Linked DNA regions of Mus musculus: region 2 is linked to region 1. A link is a contact called in public HiChIP or PLAC-seq data. All regions are on one chromosome and are shown on one strand. The core of a region is the stretch at or near the end of the contact, and the rest is flanking DNA. Distances in the headings are between cores, read along the strand shown.

Region 1 (4,765 bases), core at 1,568-4,067:
ACATACACACATATATAAACAGGAAGTAACACTGATAAATGTTCCTTGCAACAATGTATCCGGTCAAGATTATTATCCATATTTTAGTAGTGAAAAACCGAGGCTCAGATTAACTTGCTCAGGGTTGGAGGCTAGTGAGCAGCATGCTTGATCACTGAGTACAGATCTAATTTCGAAGTGCTCAGTCACCTGCCCGCCTTTTTGGGAATGATCCAGGGAGGCCTCTTAGATAGAGACAGCTGGGGAGGGATACCCTAAAATGCCAGTTAGTTCAGGGCAGGATACAAACTATAGGGGAGTCTATGGAAGGGCAACTGAGGCACCATGTCCCCCTTCCTAAGACTGTACCCCATCTGGAGATCTGAGTCCCCTGAGTCGGGAACCCCCACCTTCGCCCATGGTGAAGAAGCAGAGGAGGAAGAAACTGTCCACGCCTTCTAAGACTGAAGGCTCGGCTGTGCAAGCTGAAGGTGAGGCTGTGGTGGGTAGTTCCACTACCACTCTGGCCCCCCTCCTCCCCTGTACCCGAACCCCTGACCTAGCTCCTGCAGAGCAGGATAAGTCCTGAGCTGGGTGCTTGACTCTCATTACCTCTGCACATAACTGTGTGGAAAGATGGATGGACAGCAACCAGCTCTTGTCCGTCCAGTCCCCAGCCCTGTTCTTTTCCTGACCTCTAGTCCCTGCCCGTGTCTACACTTCTGACCCCATCCTCTGCACCCACATCTAGTTCTGCAGCCCCTGAACTCAGTGTCCCTACTGACTCCCCCAATCCCTACTCTCATTCTCACCTATGAATGGCAGGTTCCTCCAAGAGCCCTTCATCACTGATCCCTAAGCCCCTCCCCCAACCGCTATCCCTGTTCTGCTGACTTCTAAGTCCCAGGGTCCCGATCCCAGCCTCTTGCCCCCTTTCCTACTGTCCACACAAATTCTGACACCCCTTTCCCCACTGAGAGCACGTTTCTCTCTGGTCACAGTCCCTGCCCCCCTGCCCTGTCCTCCTCCGGGTGCTTGGACCCAGGTTCCAGACCTGCCTATTCTCACGGCTCTTGGCTTCCGCTCCACTCTGCTCCGGGGCCACTGACTTCAGTTCTGCTTTCTCTCCCCATCTGTCTGTCCTGCTTTGTCTCTGGCACTCTCTGTCACTGTCTGTCTGTCTCTCTCTCCATCTGCCTCCTTCTCTTCTTGGTCTCTCTCTCTTTCTGTTTGCTCTTCATTCTGTCTCTATCTTCTTCGCTTCGGGAAACCAGCCAAGCGCAAAATGTGGAAACTAAAATCCTTTGGTAGTTTAAGAAATATTTATAAAGCAGGTAACAAGTGGGAGCCGGGAGGGGTGCTCAGCTGGGGTGCAGAGGGGTGGGGGGCCCTGCCTCTCCCTGCATGTGCTCGGGCTTCCTGCTATTTCCCACCCTCTGCTCCCCCTTCCTTCTACTGTCCCCCTCCTAAGGGCTCCAAGGACATCAGGGAGGAAGGGTTTGGGGGAAGGCCTCCTGCTTGAACTCTGCCCCTCATGACCTCTCCATCCACCCACTCAGAGGAAAACTTTGAGTTCCTGATCGTGTCCAGCACTGGTCAGACGTGGCACTTTGAGGCAGCCAGCTTTGAGGAGCGGGATGCTTGGGTTCAGGCCATTGAGAGTCAGATCCTGGCCAGTCTGCAGTGCTGTGAGAGCAGCAAGGTCAAGGTAACCGATTTGATGCTATGGATGGAGGCTAGCAGGAGAGGCTGGGGGGAGGGTCAGAGGTACGCTGTGCCAGAGCTAACTTCAACTCCTCTGCAGCTGCGCACTGACAGCCAAAGCGAAGCTGTGGCCATCCAGGCGATCCGCAACGCAAAGGGAAACTCGACCTGTGTGGACTGTGGAGCTCCCAGTAAGTGCAAGGGCACCGCTGAGGGAATTGGAGGGTGGGGTCCCAGAGTACGGAGTTAGCTGCAGTTCGTTGAATGGTGGGGTGTTTGTCTTACTGTTGCATCCTGTCTCAGACCCCACGTGGGCCAGTTTGAATCTGGGCGCACTCATCTGCATCGAGTGTTCTGGCATCCACCGGAACCTGGGCACACACCTGTCCCGAGTGCGTTCACTGGATTTGGATGACTGGCCGCGGGAGCTGACCCTGGTGCTGACGGCCATTGGCAACGACACAGCCAACCGCGTGTGGGAGAGCGACACTCGAGGCCGTGCCAAGCCTACACGGGACTCTTCGCGGTAAGGATCGAGGATCAGCGTGAGGGTGTACGATTCCTGGGAGGTCCGGATAAGAGGTCCCTTATAACTCTTTTCCTTGGTCCCTGGTGCTGCAGGGAGGAGCGTGAGTCGTGGATTCGCGCCAAGTATGAGCAGCTGCTGTTCCTGGCGCCTCTGGGCACCACGGAGGAGCCGCTGGGCCGCCAACTGTGGGCCGCTGTGGAGGCCCAGGACGTGGCCGCCGTTCTGCTGCTTCTGGCCCACGCGCGACATGGGCCGCTCGACACCAGCGTGGAGGACCCGCAGCTCCGCTCGCCGCTGCACTTGGCGGCCGAGCTCGCCCACGTTGTCATTACACAGCTGCTGTTGTGGGTACGTGAGCGGAGAGGTAGGGAAAGGGAGCCTGGAGGTGGGCTTGGAGGTGTCGGGTGGGCAACATGTGGGTGGAGGTCCCCTGGATGGTGTGTGGTCACACGACCTTTTCCTCCTGCAGTATGGCGCAGACGTGGCGGCCCGCGATGCGCAAGGCCGCACGGCACTGTTCTATGCCCGCCAGGCTGGCAGCCAGCTGTGTGCAGACATCCTTCTCCAGCACGGCTGCCCGGGAGAGGGCGGCAGCACGGCCACCACGCCCAGCGCGGCCACCACCCCCAGCATTACCGCCACGCCCAGCCCGAGGCGCCGGAGCAGTGCTGCCAGCTTGGGCCGCGTGGACACCACGATCGCGCTGGTATAGTTGCCCAGCAGCGGGAGAGACACCCCCCACCCCCGCGCGGGCCGGGCACGACTACACCGGGTGGACCGTTGGACAGATGCACCCACTCACCTCTCCAGTCCGCACCCCGCCCCACGGGAGCACTTTCTACCCCCACGAGGGCACAGCCCCGCACGCCTCCCAGGAGACACAAACTCACCTCCCTCTCCCCAGTGAGGCATGGAGACCCTAGCTCATCACGCCCCTACTTCACAGCTTTCTTACTTGGATTGCCCTGGGTCTACCTGCTGGGTGTTTGTAGGTGGGCACTCCCTTGCAGCTGTTCCGGGCTCCAAGGTGTTTGGACTTGCTGGCTTGTGCCCCCCCTAGGGGCGGGGAAAAGATCCAATCCTGCCTGCGTTCTACAATCGGGTGGCGGGAGCCGAATCCCAGGCTGGCTCCTGGGGCAACTCCACGCCAGAGGGAGGGGTTAGTACGTGGAAGACTAGCCCTGAGATTTGGGACCAACTTGGGGACCCCACCCCTTCCATGCTAATCTCACTGCCCAGTGAGGGGGGAGGGCAGCGAGGGGCAGGACCCCTGCTGCCCATGGAGGTGGAGGGGTCCCCAACCCTTTCCGTGAAAGGGACCATGAGGAGTGGAAATCAGATATCCCCCCTCTACCTATCTTATGAATGGAAGCTAAAGAGCCAGGGGGAGCCGAGAGCCTGGGTCCTTCCCCTTACGATCATGGGGTAGAGGGAGAAGGATTGGAACAGGAGGTGACTAGAGAGGGGCCTTGTAATTTATTGCTTTGTTCCCCAACATGGGGATGGGGTGGGTAGGGGCGAGGGGAGGGCATATCAGGGTAGGGGAAGCCAGGGGTGGGCAGGGGTGGGGTAGGGTGGGGGTGCTCTCGGGTTGTGTCTGTGACCGTGACTGCGTACCTGTGACTGTGCAGCGCCCGTGGTGATCTGGGGTAGGGGGCACCCCTACAACGGGACCCCTCCCCCATAATCCTTTCTGTCCAGCCCCTCTCTCCCTGGAGCAGCTCCAGGTCCGTTTTTTCTATCCTTTGCTCCCTCCCAGCCAGGGCTGAGAGGGTGTGTAGTGGTTGGGAGGACTTTAAGGTCCTGGCCCCCATCCCCAGAAAGGGAGAGGTGGTGTGGACTTATCTGGCCCAGCCCTGCCACCCTTAGTCAGCCCGGCTTTGGGCTGTCTGTGTCAGTGGTTTCCGGTCTTTTTTTTTTTTTTTTTTTTTTTTTTTCCTGGCTAAAATATTTTGCAAAAGACCAGGTAATTGGGGAGTGGAGTGAAGAGGGGGCAGGGGTTACCCCCCTCACCTCCAAAGCAGGTGGTGTGAATCTTAACAGCAATTAAAGAGCAAGTGATTTTGTCTAGGGGGTGAGATGCTGGTCTGTTATTCGACAGGCAGGTGAGGGTGTGGTCTCCATGTTGGGGATGGGAAAGGATTAAGCAGAAGTTCTGGTTTCTGGGCTGGGGCTAAGACAGCACCCATGGGCACAGAGGTAGTTCCAGCTTTGTACAACAACCCTGGGTTTATGAGGTAGGAGCAACAGTGGGAACCCAAGAGCAGATGTTAGATGCACAATTGATGCTGAGCCTGGGAAGGAGTTGGAGCCTGGTGTTTGGAGAAAGAGACAGGCCTCGGGAGTTGAGGACTGAGAAGGTGGGGTTGTTGGACAAGTGAACCCAGTGGCCTCTTAGTGTTGAGGGGACCCCTGTAAGTGCAGTGACCCTGGGGAAGATGCTTTGGTCACTAGGCAACAGAGCTGATGGAGGTGGGACAGTAGGGACTGAAGGGGCAAAAGATTTCCCAACCATTCGGCAGGCCCAAAGGTCCACAAGGTCCAGGTATTTGC
Region 2 (4,765 bases), core at 1,070-3,569, 170 kb after region 1:
TGTCACAGGCCAGGACCCATCCCACACCAGGATGACCCACAGAGCCTAAAAGGAGTCCGTCTCCATAGAGTGGATAAATCTGGAACAGAGACGTTAGCTTTAAAGTCCACCCGAGTGGATTGGCTTCCCATGGCTACTCTCTCCTGGTTTTCAGTCTTTATAACTTGAAGGGGCCTCAAGTTGCAAATTCTCCACTTAAAGCCAGCCAGCCAGGTTACTCAGAGAGAGGTGGGGTCCCTGGGGTTGATAGGGACTGTATTTTAACCTGGCCACACTGACCAAACAGCAAAGACCCTCGGGCAAAACAGAGATACTCTCTTGTGGCAAAGACACACACACTACAAAAACCACCCACCGAGTTCACTCTGTGAAACTAGGACAGGCTAGAGGTAGGAGCTTGGAGCTTCTCCTAGACACGATTACATTGCCTAACTCAGAAGGTGCAGGTGTCCCCTCTCTGGTTGCTTTATGCCAAGCACTGTGGACCAAGGCACTCAAGAATCATCCTGACCTTGACAACTGCCTTCATAGCTGCTCCTCCCATCTGATACTAACAACAACTTCTTGGCTCAATACCCCCAAAGTCCTACAGAACTGGACCTCAGATCCTCTTACCCTGAAAGTCCTTAACACCCTAAGAAAGGTGGAAGGAGCAAGACCGAGCGGCCCTTCAGACCATCACAATGGCCTGGAATGGAAATCTGGGGAGGTGGGGTGGCATAAAGGAAAACCATGTGGGTTTTGGAGTCACAGACTCAAGTTCAGTTCTGTAGACTAGCAGATCTACGGAGTCTCGGCATGACCTTGAGAAAGTCATTCAACTTCCTTGAACCTCAATCTCCTCGTCTGCAAAACGGAAGTATGAACACTGCTTACTGCAATCTTGAGACTTCAGTCCTAAGCACAGAACACCAAGTGCACAGAAAGCATTAATTCGCCTGACGATCTCCTTGGGAGAGGGCTGCCATGACGAGGTAGCACTCATACTACCTTGTATTGGATCTTCAAGACTAAGATGAATAAGCAAGTATGTACAAACTCAGGATTTGGGCACTTTGACTTGGGAGGGCTTAGGATCTGAAATCATCTTGATACTACACTCGGGATAGAAAGGCACACAGGCCCTTAGGATCCTAGAGGCTAACTCTCCAATTGGGTGTGGCATCTGTGTACAGCTTTCCCAGAAAACCCTTCACCAGATTTCTGCTCCCTCCCCCCAAGTCCAGGCAGCAACTACTAAAGGCGATGATGGAAGGGCCCGTCCTAGAACCCACTCCCATTCATTCCTCCACAGAGGCCCTAGACTTCTCATTTCCTATCAAGCCCATCCACTAACCTTCCCCTCCCTTCGTGGAGGTTAGGGTAGAGATGAGAGTCAATAACAAAGGGAAAACGCGCTTTCTCTAGGGGAGAGGGAAAACATCACAAAGGCAGGGAACTGGCTCTAAGGGGTGGGAACATTGCAAGAGAGTAGCAAAGACAAGTTGGGGTTCCTGATGACGGGAAAGGAGCCCCCTCCCACTCTGCAGAGACTTGGCTGCAGGCCTAGGCAGGCCACACCCAGCCATCCTGATGCAGGGGAGAGGAGGGGCTGCGGCGGAGAGGATGGAGGCTGAGCATCCCTGAGCTGCTGCAGGATGACAGGCAGAGGGACTAAGTCTTGGGGGTGAAAAGATTTTTGCATCCCGCCCCCTCCTCTAATTTCCTTCGGATGTAGCACTCACCCCAATAATGACGCTGTCGTCCCCTTGGAAAATGGGGATGAACTTGTCCCCCCGCAGAATCTCGGCCTGGTTCAGGGGCCGAAATCGGCAAAGCACCTTGATGCTGCATTCGTTGTTAGTCTCCGCCATGGTGGTCGACGACGACGAGGGGCTGGGAGCGTCTCCGACTGCAAGGGTAGCGTGTACTCCGGAGGAAGGGGACGCTGGGCTGAGGTCGAGGCAGTGGACAGGTGATCTGTCGCTGAGGCCAAGGGAGCAGCTGGAACGCCTCGGGGAAGATGAGCTTTCGGTGTCCTGCGGCACTGGATGCGGGCGACCTGGGCGTCTGGTCCTCTCGCCGCGCTGTGCCTCTCCGCCCCTCGCGCTGCAGCCGCGCTGCGGGCCTGGGCGGGGCGCGCCGGAGCCGCGGGGGCGGGGTTTCCTTCGCAGGAGGTGATCCTCCGAACTGCGACCACCCAAAGGTGGAGTTTGGCTTAGGCTCACCTGGTTCCTTGATTTGGAGGCTCGCAAATAACCTTGTCCTCACCCCTTCCCCACACAGCTCACTTTGCTACACGCGACCTGTCTGTTCCTCCTTAGACTCCACCTACAGGAATGGAAAAGAGGACTAAGGTGGGCCTGTCGCCTGCCTGGGAAAGAGCACCTACGGGCCTCCCATTCCCTTAATTCCAGAACACACACCCCCGCAAAAAACAAAACAAAACAAAACAAAAAACACCCATTACACCCCACTTTTCATATTTAAATCACACTTATCCTCCTTCTCCCAGCCTCTTTCTGCCCCTCAGATGTACAATGAGCCAGTGAGCCTTTACGGGTGGGAAGCTACAGAAGTGAAGTCTAGATCCCATGGCATGGAGAAAAGACAGGCAGGTCTTGCCTACTCCTCTATAATATAATATATAATAGAAGTAAATATAATATAATAATAGAAGGAAAGACAAGCTATCTTCCAGCCATTCAGGGACAGATGGAGTTCTCATCGAGGCCTCTAAGGTTGGGGTGGGATATGGGTAGGCAGGGCAGCTTTTGCAAGAGAACAGGAGTATAGCAGCCTGAGGAAAGGAACAAAGGGCCAGAGGTCCTGCTGTGAGGAGCTTCCAGGGCAAAGAGTTACATTTGGGTCTCAGACGGGCTCAGTATCTCTGTGTGTTTACTGCCCTAGTTACCTTTGGACAGAGTCTCCATTCTTTTCTTCTCCCAGTTTCCACATCGGAAGAAAAGAAAGAAAGAAAGAAAGAAAGAAAGAAAGAAAGAAAGAAAGAAAGAAAGAAAGAGAGAGGAAAGGATAGGAAAGGAAAGGAAAGGAAAGGAAAGGAAAGGAAAGGAAAGGAAAGGGGACAAAGAGCCAAGCCCAGAGAGTTCTTGTCCTGTCTCCTCCGCAGCCCAAAACAGGAACACCACGAGCTGGTCAAATTGATTTCGCTCAATGTCACAGCCTCTGCTTGTCAACAGAGAGCTCCGATGCAGGGCTTGAGGTTCCAGCCAAGGGGAAGATGGGGTGATGGGAGAAATCAGAAGGGAGGGGGTGGAGGCCTTGGCTCAGAAACTGGCCAGTGTCTAGGGTCAGTTAGTTACTAAGGGGGAAGGATGAGAGGGCAGTGGCCTAGACAAACAAGCCCTAACCGGCCAGATACCAGCTGAGCTGGGCCTTCACTAGTCACACTCCTTGACTCTTAAGGGAACCAACAGAAAGAAGCCCAATACATGACCTGGAGATCATGGTGACAGAGGCCGAGGCTTGGGCAGAAGCCAGGAATGAGAATGGCGAGTTCCTAATTCAGGAACGCTACCCTCGGTCGTTTGGCACTGTTTCTGAAGGTTGCAGCATCTTGCAAGCTCAGGAAATATACCAACGTCCAGCCTCTAGAGACAAGAAGGTGGCATCCTTAGTGACTTCAAAATGACAGTCCATCGAGGCAAGAATTCAGTGGGTATGTGTGCCCACACATGCCCCCAACAAGGTTTTTATACAGCTGCAACAGTTCATCCTCTATTTTCGGTTATTTTAATTTTTGAGATGGGACCTGGCCGGGGGGGTGGGGGGTGGGGGGTCCTTACACAGGCTAGCCTGTTCCTGTATTCCTACCCAGGCTACCAAGTGCTAGGAATATATGTGGACAGCACTGTGTCTGGCTTGAGGACTTCCTTTTGTCCTGAGTGTACCTTTTTATTTCTCTAGTAGCACGTAGTAGGTTTTCTATTTGTCTCTCACCTCCCATCCCAGCCCCAACCCCCTTCCTCCTTCTCCTCTTCTGTTCTTGTTTTGAGACAGCTGGAGCTACATAGAGATTCTGGGACTCACTAGACCAGGCATGTGCCACCACACCCAGCCTTTCCTTCTGTTTTAAAAATGGGTCAGTGAGATGGCTCAGCAGGTGAAGGGGCTTGCCACACGACTGAGTTTGATCTGCAGGACCCCCATGGTGGGGAGAGAAAGCAGATGCATAACAGCTGTCCTCTGATCTCCACGTTCCTGTGTGCGCGCACACACACCACACACACAAAGAAACAAATTAAATTAAATAATTGGGGTTTCTATTGTCATGCATTGATGTGGCAAAGTAAGAGGATTAACCATACTGTATCTCTCCTCCAGAAAGATTGGTTGCTGACTGGACACAAAGCTACTATATGTAAGGTCCTGAGTTCAATCCCCAGCACTGAAAAGTGAGTTCCAAGCCACCCTGAACTACAGTTTGAGACCTGTGTCAAATTCCTTCCTCCTAATTTCTGGGGAACTATTAATGAAATTGATGACCGTCATGGAGAGTTCAGTCAGACTGTGAGCCAGCGCTTTTTCATTTAAGATGTCCAGACTTTTGAAGAAAAAAAGAAGAAGAAATAGCACCCTCAGACGAACTTGGGTTTCAGATTATTATATGCATATCAGAAATATAAGAAGCATGCTTATACTAACAATTGTTAGTTGTTGACCTGAAATTAACTTCAATAAAAAATTGTTATTATTTATTTATTTTATGTGTATGGGTGTTTTGTCTGCATGTATGTCAGTGTACCACGTGTGTGTCTGGTGCCCT

Evidence for each region. HiChIP or PLAC-seq counts read pairs in DNA pulled down with a chosen protein or histone mark.
Region 2: a contact with region 1 is called in a FOXA1 HiChIP or PLAC-seq map of pancreatic cancer cells. The contact joins the promoter of Kif5a here to the enhancer-like site in region 1. A contact is called at or near these places in 7 of 39 promoter capture datasets (the 3T3-L1 cell line, the C10 cell line, cranial neural crest and 2 more), 4 of 484 Hi-C or Micro-C datasets (bone marrow-derived macrophages, cortical neurons, embryonic stem cells and 1 more), 4 of 115 datasets of contacts at active chromatin or transcription factors (embryonic forebrain, embryonic stem cells, neural tube and 1 more) and 3 of 9 other capture datasets (adipose tissue, liver and pancreatic islet).

Annotation. Positions count from the first base shown.
Region 1 is chr10:127,088,889-127,093,653 of GRCm38.p6, forward strand. Agap2 (ArfGAP with GTPase domain, ankyrin repeat and PH domain 2) reads left to right here. Exons shown (of 19, transcript NM_001033263.5): 13 at 342-470; 14 at 1,254-1,313; 15 at 1,539-1,687; 16 at 1,784-1,874; 17 at 1,987-2,209; 18 at 2,305-2,560; 19 at 2,682-4,282. The coding sequence ends at 2,924. Among named protein-coding and RNA genes, the nearest start is that of Agap2, 12 kb to the left of the region's middle. Within about 2 kb of position 2,818, at least 45 of the 459 cell types and tissues checked have an H3K27ac peak or open chromatin away from gene starts, as enhancers often do. A contact at or near this core is called in cortical neurons, pancreatic cancer cells, pancreatic islet and 1 more, where this site is marked.
Region 2 is chr10:127,261,044-127,265,808 of GRCm38.p6, forward strand. It overlaps Kif5a (kinesin family member 5A), which reads right to left and starts at 2,320. Exons shown (of 29, transcript NM_001039000.4): 1 at 1,725-2,320. The coding sequence starts at 1,853. It overlaps Gm40800 (a long non-coding RNA gene), which reads left to right and starts at 3,261. Exons shown (of 2, transcript XR_872171.2): 1 at 3,261-3,658; 2 at 4,324-4,701.